Linked DNA regions of Gossypium arboreum: region 2 is linked to region 1. Evidence: chromatin contacts called from public Hi-C data. All regions are on one chromosome and are shown on one strand. Each heading gives the region's core, a stretch centred on a gene start, on an enhancer-like site or on the middle of the called end of the contact. The rest is flanking DNA. Distances are from core to core; before and after follow the strand shown. Region 1 holds the start of LOC108465383. Region 2 holds the start of LOC108465946 (protein BRASSINOSTEROID INSENSITIVE 1-like).

What was found. A called contact is a pair of places that touch in the nucleus more often than the background predicts.
Region 2: a contact with region 1 is called in a Hi-C map of leaf, with 4 times the contacts expected there. The contact joins the promoter of LOC108465946 here to the promoter of LOC108465383 in region 1. A contact is called at or near these places in 2 of 5 Hi-C or Micro-C datasets (both in leaf).

Annotation. Positions count from the first base shown.
Region 1 is chr2:8,191,023-8,195,530 of ASM2569848v2, reverse strand. It overlaps LOC108465383, which reads right to left and starts at 3,046. Exons shown (of 2, transcript XM_017765717.2): 1 at 2,696-3,046; 2 at 2,194-2,571. The coding sequence starts at 2,931. The coding sequence ends at 2,364. It overlaps LOC108467324 (ABC transporter F family member 5), which reads right to left. Exons shown (of 9, transcript XM_017767947.2): 8 at 4,466-4,508; 9 at 3,959-4,329. The coding sequence ends at 4,234. LOC108466600 (probable WRKY transcription factor 51) reads left to right here. Exons shown (of 3, transcript XM_017766987.2): 3 at 628-1,257. The coding sequence ends at 832.
Region 2 is chr2:8,390,823-8,395,226 of ASM2569848v2, reverse strand. LOC108465946 (protein BRASSINOSTEROID INSENSITIVE 1-like) reads left to right here and starts at 2,609. Exons shown (of 1, transcript XM_017766324.2): 1 at 2,609-4,404. The coding sequence starts at 2,972.

The sequences.
Region 1 (4,508 bases), core at 1,797-4,296:
CAGGATATATAGATATATATTAGATAATTTTAAAATAATTATTATCTATGTGTCAAAAGATAAAAGAGTAAATTGTATTAGTAGTTATTTAATTAGGGTTTTTTTATGACTTATCTATGAAAAGTTATAAAATGATTACTCAATTATTAAATTTTGTCTTTTTGTCACTAAACTTTCTTGGATTTTGTGTATTTTCATTTTACATTATTCAGCTAGTGTAAAAAGAAGAACACAAAATTAAATAGTTGAATAGTCATGTTTTAACTTTTTATAATTAAGTGACTAGAAGAGAAAAAATTATAGTTTACCTAAATATAAAAGTATATAAAATTACCACTAATTTATATAGATGCTGATGATCATTAGCATGGAGGCATATACTTTTATTTGGCACTTGGCTTCATATAAAAACTTCAATTAGACACTAAAAGCATAGAAATTATATTCTTGAGATTCTATTTTGAAAGTTTTGAGTCCCATTTTTAAGTATAGACAATAAGGGTAGAACTTATGGGAAGGTGTATATATATATATATATATATATATTTACATGTATGTGTATGTTTTGGATTGTTTTAATGGTCGATAATGAAAGACTTGGTGCCAACTATAATTTGGTTAATGCAGGAACTATTATAAATGTTCAAGTGTAGGATGCAATGTGAAGAAGAGGATAGAAAGGGACGTAAAGGACCAAAGTTATGTGGTAACTACATATGAAGGAGTTCACAATCATGAGACCCCATCCATGGTTTACTACAACCAAATGTCCATTATGGCTCCTAATGCTTGGACCTTTCAAGCTTCTCTTCCTTCTTCTTCTTCTACATGAAAAGAAAACTTATATACATACATACATACATACATATAAATATATTATCCTTAGAATTATATATCTGCTTCTTTGCCTTATAGTGTTGCCTAAAATGGTGAGCTATTACTTTTTAGTTCACACTAATTTTCCCACTATGCATTTTCCGGGCTGACTTAGTTAAAATACAGGCGGGCCAAAGCTAGTGGATTGACTATCCGTCGTCTTTGTTGTTGTGGTTGTAATTTCCATCTCTGTTAATTATCAGAACTCAGAACTACTTTTTTTTTTTTAAATGGTATATATTAATAATAAAAGAAATTATTAGCATTTTAAGGCTTTGGTACCCCATCTAGCCTAGGAAGGTTTCTAAGTTGATTCAAGTGTAAATATCATATAACTGTTCACTCATCATTTTTTTCAATAGCAACCCTATGCTTGTTTAATTGAGATTATTACTTTTACTCGTTCTTATTTTATGAGGAATAAAACTCATACTTCAATCCTCTTATATTTTTTGTTATATCTTAATTGTTCGAATTTAACAGTAAATTAATAAATGATACAAATAAACTCTTTAGACGAACCCCTTAAATAAATTCATAGTGTAGCTCTTTAAACCAACAATTGAGTAGGCTCATTCATCAATTGTCACACTAGGTTGTTGTCATAACTTCCCATTCAAGGTGACGTAAAGTAAGTCATAGTACCACCTTACTTTAACCTATACCATCCTACCAATTAACCATTTGATTTTGACTTTCAGTAACAATTTGTGACGTTACACTTAAAGATACAACAAAATTAAGATTATACAAGGCTTGGACTAACCATGTAGTAGGGATCTATCTCCCTTCTAAGAATCGTCTCCTTCCAACCTTTCTCCCTTTCTTCTCCTATCTTCTTACTTTTTCCCACCACTTTATTCGATTACTCTTATTACCTTCTACTAAACAAGGTCAACCGTACATCTCCACAACCTCTCTGCCTAACCCAGTTATACCATTAACAGTTTTCGAAGAGTATATGCTAATTCTCTGCAGATGGAAAACAAAATTAATAATACATGCTTGAGTCTATGCTTTTTTCTTAGACAAGTTTTCCAAGCTTAAGTTGATAGTAAATTTAGCAATTTTGAACTAGTCACAACACATCCAGGGGCGGAGGCAGAGGGGGCTGGCATGGGCCCAGCAACCCTAAAATGTAAAATTATTATTTTGGCCCTTAAATTTTTAAAAATTTTAAATTAATAAAAGTAAAATTACACTTTGACCCCTCTAAAATTATAAAAATTCAATTTAATCTTTTATAAATTATAAAGATATAAACTATAAAAATTAAAATTTTATCCGACTCCCTTAAAAAAATTTCCTAACTTCGCCCCTGAACACATCCCAACCATGAAAAAAGTTATCGCTTATATACAAACATATCAAAATTTATATAATATAAATTATTAATATGTCAACAAAAATCATATAACAGAAATAAACTTACCCCAAAAAAACAAAAAGAAAAAACACCCACATCTAAGTAGTTTGGGATATATAGGTTACAGTTCCTCATGAGAATCGTCTGGTTTAGAAGAAGCACTCTCTTTCACCTTCTCATCAGTTTTGTGGACAGCTTCTGCAGCAGTTTTTGCAGTTTCTTCAGCTATTGCTTCACTTGTTTCAATGCTATCCTTCACTGCTTCTTTCACCTTCTCTCCTGTTCCATCACTAGCCTTACCTGGGTCATTCCCTCCTGTGCCTCTAAAACTAACATCCACCATAACATGTTAATCCACATTACAAAAAAAAAAAAAAAAAGGTTAATATTTGATACCATGTGTTAATATAAAAGTACGTAATAAGAAAAACAGGAAAGTTGTAATATTATTACTCTAGACTTGGAGGAGTGAACTGCAACTGGAACTCATGGATGATGGTTTTGACCTTTTCCCATGAACTTTGATGGGATTTCTTCAACAAAGAAAAGGTGTTTGAGACCAACTGGAACAATGATGGTTTCTCTTCGTTGTACTGGTTTCCTTCACAAACAACTGGTCGGATTTGATGAGATAGGATGATTAACCAAAGGAGAAACAATGTGTAGCGTCTTGTTCTTGATTTGTTCATTCTTAAAATTTGTAAACTAAAATTTAAAAAAAGGGTAAAAGGATGCGGTATTTGCAGCTGTGTATAGCTAAGGGGTGGTTTCGAGTTTGGACACGTTCTATTGAAACGTGGTGTTATCATCTTGGTTTTAGGCATCCGTTTCTGAACATTTCAAGGGGGAAAAGGAAAGGAATAATCATAAATCATAATGGAAAATTGAGTACCAAACTTGTAATAATTTTTTTTTGAGATATACCCAATCCTTGAATAAAAAAAAAGTAGTAATAAATTATCCTTGCAAAAAGAAAAACAAATAAATTATAAGATTTTAGTCAACCCTGCTTTTTTTTTTTTTTTAGTTTTGTGTCGATACAATGAGAAATTTATAAAGTGAAATTAAATAATTTTTTAAGTATTTATTAATTTGCTCATTAATAATGTGAGACATAAAATTTATGAATTGAATTGCACCAAATATATATTAGAAAATTTTAAGTACCTCTTAAAAGGTTATCCAATAATCTAAATAACTCCTCCCTTGTTAAAAATTGTACTCAATACTCGATAAGGCCTTAAAATTGTTTGAGTTGCTAACACTTTTAGCAATTAGGATCAAGTCCTCTGTCCAAATTACTTTTAGTCTACTCCAATTTTAATTCACTCTATGTATTATTAATGGGATTTTAAATAACATTAATTGACTAACACAATTTTTTTTTTCTGGCTTCAACGAATGAATCAGTATTCTTTTTATATTTAATTTTGAAACATGCCATAGTCTATTAGTTAATTAAAAATTAAACGAAATTTTAGAACAAAAATGTAAAATATAATAAAATACAGAGGAAGATCCTTGCACTGCTTAACTAATAATGAGTGGAACTTGGATATCCATCAAATCCAAAACTGCTACTAATAAATTGACATCTTAATAACATACATATCCATTTTTAAGTCCAGCTTCTCTTTAAAGCAGAGCATAGTAACAATCCTGTGTCACATTTACCATAATTTTTTTGAAAAATAATACTGCACAAACCCCCATGGATTTATTTTTCTTTTTCCCCTTTCAAGCATCAAGAATTTAAGAAAGCCAGTTTTTGAGTTTTTAACATTAGATTTAGGCATGAATGTGGATCACATCCTTTACTTGCCACCTTAATGAATGAATTTCGCTTCTAAATAAGGATTACAAAGAGCTTCAACTTTCAGGACTTTATTTCTATCAAATATTATATACAGATGGTGCTGGTGGTCACTCAATTCCTACTCTCAACTAACAGTTCATTCTTTAATCTATGTGTGGTATATAGATTTAATACTTCATTTCCATCTCTTGGAATTCTTCAGCCCTTTTGACTTTTGTTTAGCAGCTTGAAAAGCCTGCATCTTTTGTTTCTTTCGAGCTTCCTTCTCCGCCTGTTGAAACCAAGCAAGGCATGATACATAAAAGTTGATGCTTATGTACACCATGTGACAATAATCTCTCCAGTTTTTTTTTTTTTTTTTTTTAAAAACAAAGCTTGGAATCTCAAGTGTATTGATAATTGCTTACCTTTGACATCTTTGATTTGGCTTTCAGTCTGGGAGCTTTCTCT
Region 2 (4,404 bases), core at 1,360-3,859, 200 kb before region 1:
TCAATAAAACTAATTTCATTGGTAAACTATAAATATAGCCACTTCTGTTTGTTTCGGATACATTTTAGTTATTTATGTTTTGAAATGTTACATTTTAGTCACTTAAGTTATTGTTTTGTTACGAAATAGTCACTCTATCGTTAAACTCCGTTAACCCCCTAACAGTGGTTTTATGTGACAGTCCAAATGGGTTTTAAATGCTAACTTGGAAGTCCTACGCAGTAGTCCAAACTATATTTATTTAATTAAAAACCTATTTTCATTTCAGCAATTAAACATCCAAATTGACATTTAAAACCCATTTGGAATGTCATGTAGGATGTCATTAGGGAGACAATGGGGTTTAACGGTACAATGACCACTTGTAACAAAAAGATAATGTAAGTGATTAAAACATAATATTTCAAATATAAGTGATTATAATGTAATCTGAGGCAAACAAAAGTGACAACTTTTATAGTTTATTCAGTTTCATTAATATGATATAAAGGAAAAATCAGTGGGAGAATGGCATGTTACGTTTGAAAGGAAGAAAAAAAGGGAAGTGCATGAAAGAGAGAGGTGAGGAGGTTTTGGCCTTGTTTTAGTTTTACACTTAATAACCCTTTTTCAATGTAACAGGATTACCCACTTTTTACTTTTGTTGATTATTTTTAAAAAAATTACAATCTATGACTAAATCAAAAGTTAAATCATGATTTGAATAATCAATCATTTAAGGTACCTTTGAATCTCTTTTGGGATAAGTTTTCGAAGTATTATTTGTTTGGGTTTGGGAGTTGACAAATTCTTCAATGATGAATGTATTGTCTCTCAATTCTGCTAAAAACCCTAAAAGATTTACGGAGTGAGAGCACCTCAGTTGATGGAGATAAGACTTACAATAGCTCATATGAGAGATACTAGTATTTTGCATAATATTAATTATGGAGAATACATTCATGGGGATTTGAATCACCAATTGAGGCATATACAGCCTTACCTTTGTAACTATGATGCCACTTGGGATCAGCTAAAAAATGGTCATTTAATAGTCGGATAAAAATAATTTTAAAAATTTTAATAATTAAATTGTAATTTTTTAATTAAGTGACCAAAATGAATACTTATTCATAATTTAATGATTAATGATATAGTTTATTCTTTTATTTAAAATTTTAATACATTTACATCAATAAACAACTATTAATAAAATTAAAGCTTAAAAATAAATTCTGATTAGCAAAACCCTTAAAAGGGACATAATGCCAAAATGACTTTGATTAATAGTCATGAATCCTAAAAGGAAAAAAGTAATCCATTGAATTAAGAGATTAGGATTCTCAATTAATTATATTGATGGATTAATCCATTACTTGGTCACACGTACGCTTCAAAAGCTAGAGAGACAAGCACTCAATTTTCTCTCTCTCTCTCTTTCTTTTTCAATTTTAAAAATAAATCTGTAATTTATTTTTAAAAATTACTAATATAAATATAAAATAATTATAAAATAAGTATAAATATATGCCTGATAAATTATAATTTAGAATTAAACCAATACAATACATATCAAATCAAGAATCATATAAAAATAAAAAAATCCAACAAAAACTCACTTAAGGCATACACATAAAGTATGAGGGAAACTTGATTATATAAACAAAATAATTAACACCCAAACTAAAAAAATTATAAAATTATTTAAAGATATAAATATACTTAAAATAAAAATTATTTTAAAATATTTTCTCAACTAAATTAATATTTGATTAACTTACTATATTAATTAAAAATATATAAATAGTTTAGATTAATCTTATACAAGTCACTGCATATTACATTCTCATTTAGTAGCAAATTTAAAGAAGTAATAGTTGTTAAACATGTATCCTTAAGTGTGTAATTAAGTTAATTGAGTTTTAACTTGATTGATACTTATATTATTGTCAATGTAGAAGCACGTGGGTTCGAATGCGCTCAAATTATTATATTATTTATATGTTAGGGCAACTGTAAATAATTTTAAACATTGTGTCAAAAGAAGTTTAATTTCATATTTAAATAATTTTGATGTAACTTCCAAATACCATAAGTTACATAAAGAATATATATATATATATATATATATATATATATTATATTTGTTTTATAATTTATGTTCGAGGTTTGTGTTAGTTTTTTCTAGTGGAGTAAACAAGACATCGGTGTTCGAAAGTTGTTCGAGTTTGACTCAAAAAAAATTAAACTCAATTCGGTAATTAATGAGTCGAGCTCAAGTTCAAACAATTAGAGTTATTGGTTGAGCGAATTGAATTTAGTAATATTTTTATTTGAAGTTATAAGATTGGAATGAAGAGCTTAGTTAAAAAAATATTGAATTCGTTATTTGTTGATAAATATGATAATAATAATTAATGAAATATGAAAGTAATAAAATGACCCAAATCAAAGATTAGTGATTTTTTATATAAAGAAACAAACATAAAAAAAGATAGTGAAACAAAAAGAAGATTTATTTGAAGTAGGAGATTAAGGGTTGCTCCACACTTAATCACCAATCTAGAGAGACAAACATATTATTATAACCCATTATTTAAATTGGTTAGATTTAGAACTAAGATTTATTAACCATTATTTAATTTTAATTTAATTTAACTAAGAGAAACAGAAGAGTAGAGGGTCACATGGCATGTGAGCCAACAACGGCTGTTTCCACTCCTCCCCACTTTGATAAATACCCTTCTTACTGTCTTCACTTCCTCTTTTGACTCCATTTTTCTCTTTCTTTCACTAACCGCATTGCCCTCAAAGCCAATAGAAAACATAAAAACCCAGCTTTTCTCTCTCTTTCTCTCTCTCTCTTCTGTAAAACCAGAGCTCAAAGCTCTCTCCTTTTATGGCAGGCTCATACCTTAAACACCTCTCTTTGTTTCTCTTGTTTTCATTGCTATAATAAACAAGTTAAAAACTTCCACCCATCCCTACAAATATGAGACCTTTATTTGCCTTTCTCACCTTCACCGTCCCCTTTCTTATCTGCTTTGAAGTTCTTGTGGTGTCTTCTTTAAACAACAAAGATTCTCAGTTACTGCTCAGCTTCAAAGCTTGCTTGCCTGACCAATCTGTGCTTCAAAGCTGGGTACCTAACCAAGACCCTTGTAGCTTCAATGGTGTAACATGCCAAGACTCAAAGGTTTCCTCTATTGAACTCAGTGACACCTCCTTGAGCACCGATTTTCACTCAGTTGCTGCCTTCCTTTTAGCGTTGGAAAACTTGGAATCCCTTACTTTGTTGAAAGCCAACATCTCTGGCAACATTTCTTTCCCTTATGGATCCAAGTGTAGCTCCTTGTTAACCAGTCTGGATCTGTCTCAAAACACCTTGTCTGGTCCCCTTTCAACCCTTTCCACCTTGGGTTCTTGCCCAAATTTGAAGTCTCTCAATTTATCAACCAACAAACTCGAGTCTTCTGGTGAAGAACAAACCAGGGGTTTGCAGCTAAGTTTGGAAGTTCTCGATCTTTCTTTCAACAAGCTGTCGGCTGGAAACTTGGTCCCTTGGATTCTTCACGGTGGTTGCAATGACTTGAAGCTCTTGGCTTTGAAGGGAAACAAGATTACTGGTGACATAAACGTCTCCAACTGCAAAAAACTCAAGTTTTTGGACGTTTCTTGGAACAATTTCTCAATGGGGACGCCTTCATTTGGTGACTGTTTAAGTTTAGAACACCTCGATGTGTCTGCCAACAAGTTTTCCGGTGACATTGGTCGTGAAATCTCTTCATGTCTGAACTTAAACTTCTTGAATCTATCGAGCAACCAGTTTTCAGGTCGGATTCCAGGTTTACCAATATCCAAATTGGAACGTCTTTATTTAGCCGGTAATAAGTTTCAAGGACAGATTCCTCTGTATCTGACTGAAGCTTGTGCAACTCTTGTGGAGCTGGATCTTTCTTCAAACAATCTTTCTGGTATGATTCCTAGTGGCTTTGCTTCTTGTTCTTCTTTGGAATCTTTCGATGTATCCACCAACAACTTCACTGGTAAACTTCCCATTGAGGTATTCCAGAATATGAGGTCCTTGAAGAAGCTTGTTTTAGCTTTTAATCACTTTTCAGGCCCTTTGCCTGTGTCTTTGTCAAGTCTTTTGAAGCTGGAGGTCTTAGATCTCAGTTCAAACATTTTTTCAGGGCCAATTCCTGTTTCTTTGTGTGAAAATCCCACAAACAGGTTACAAGTTCTGTATTTGCAGAACAATTACTTGACTGGATCGATTCCAGCTAGTCTCAGCAATTGTTCTCGGCTTGTTTCTCTCCATTTAAGCTTCAATTACCTTGAAGGTAGCATCCCCACCAGCTTGGGTACTCTCTCCAAGCTTAAGGATTTGAGGCTGTGGTTAAATCAGCTCCATGGTGAAATCCC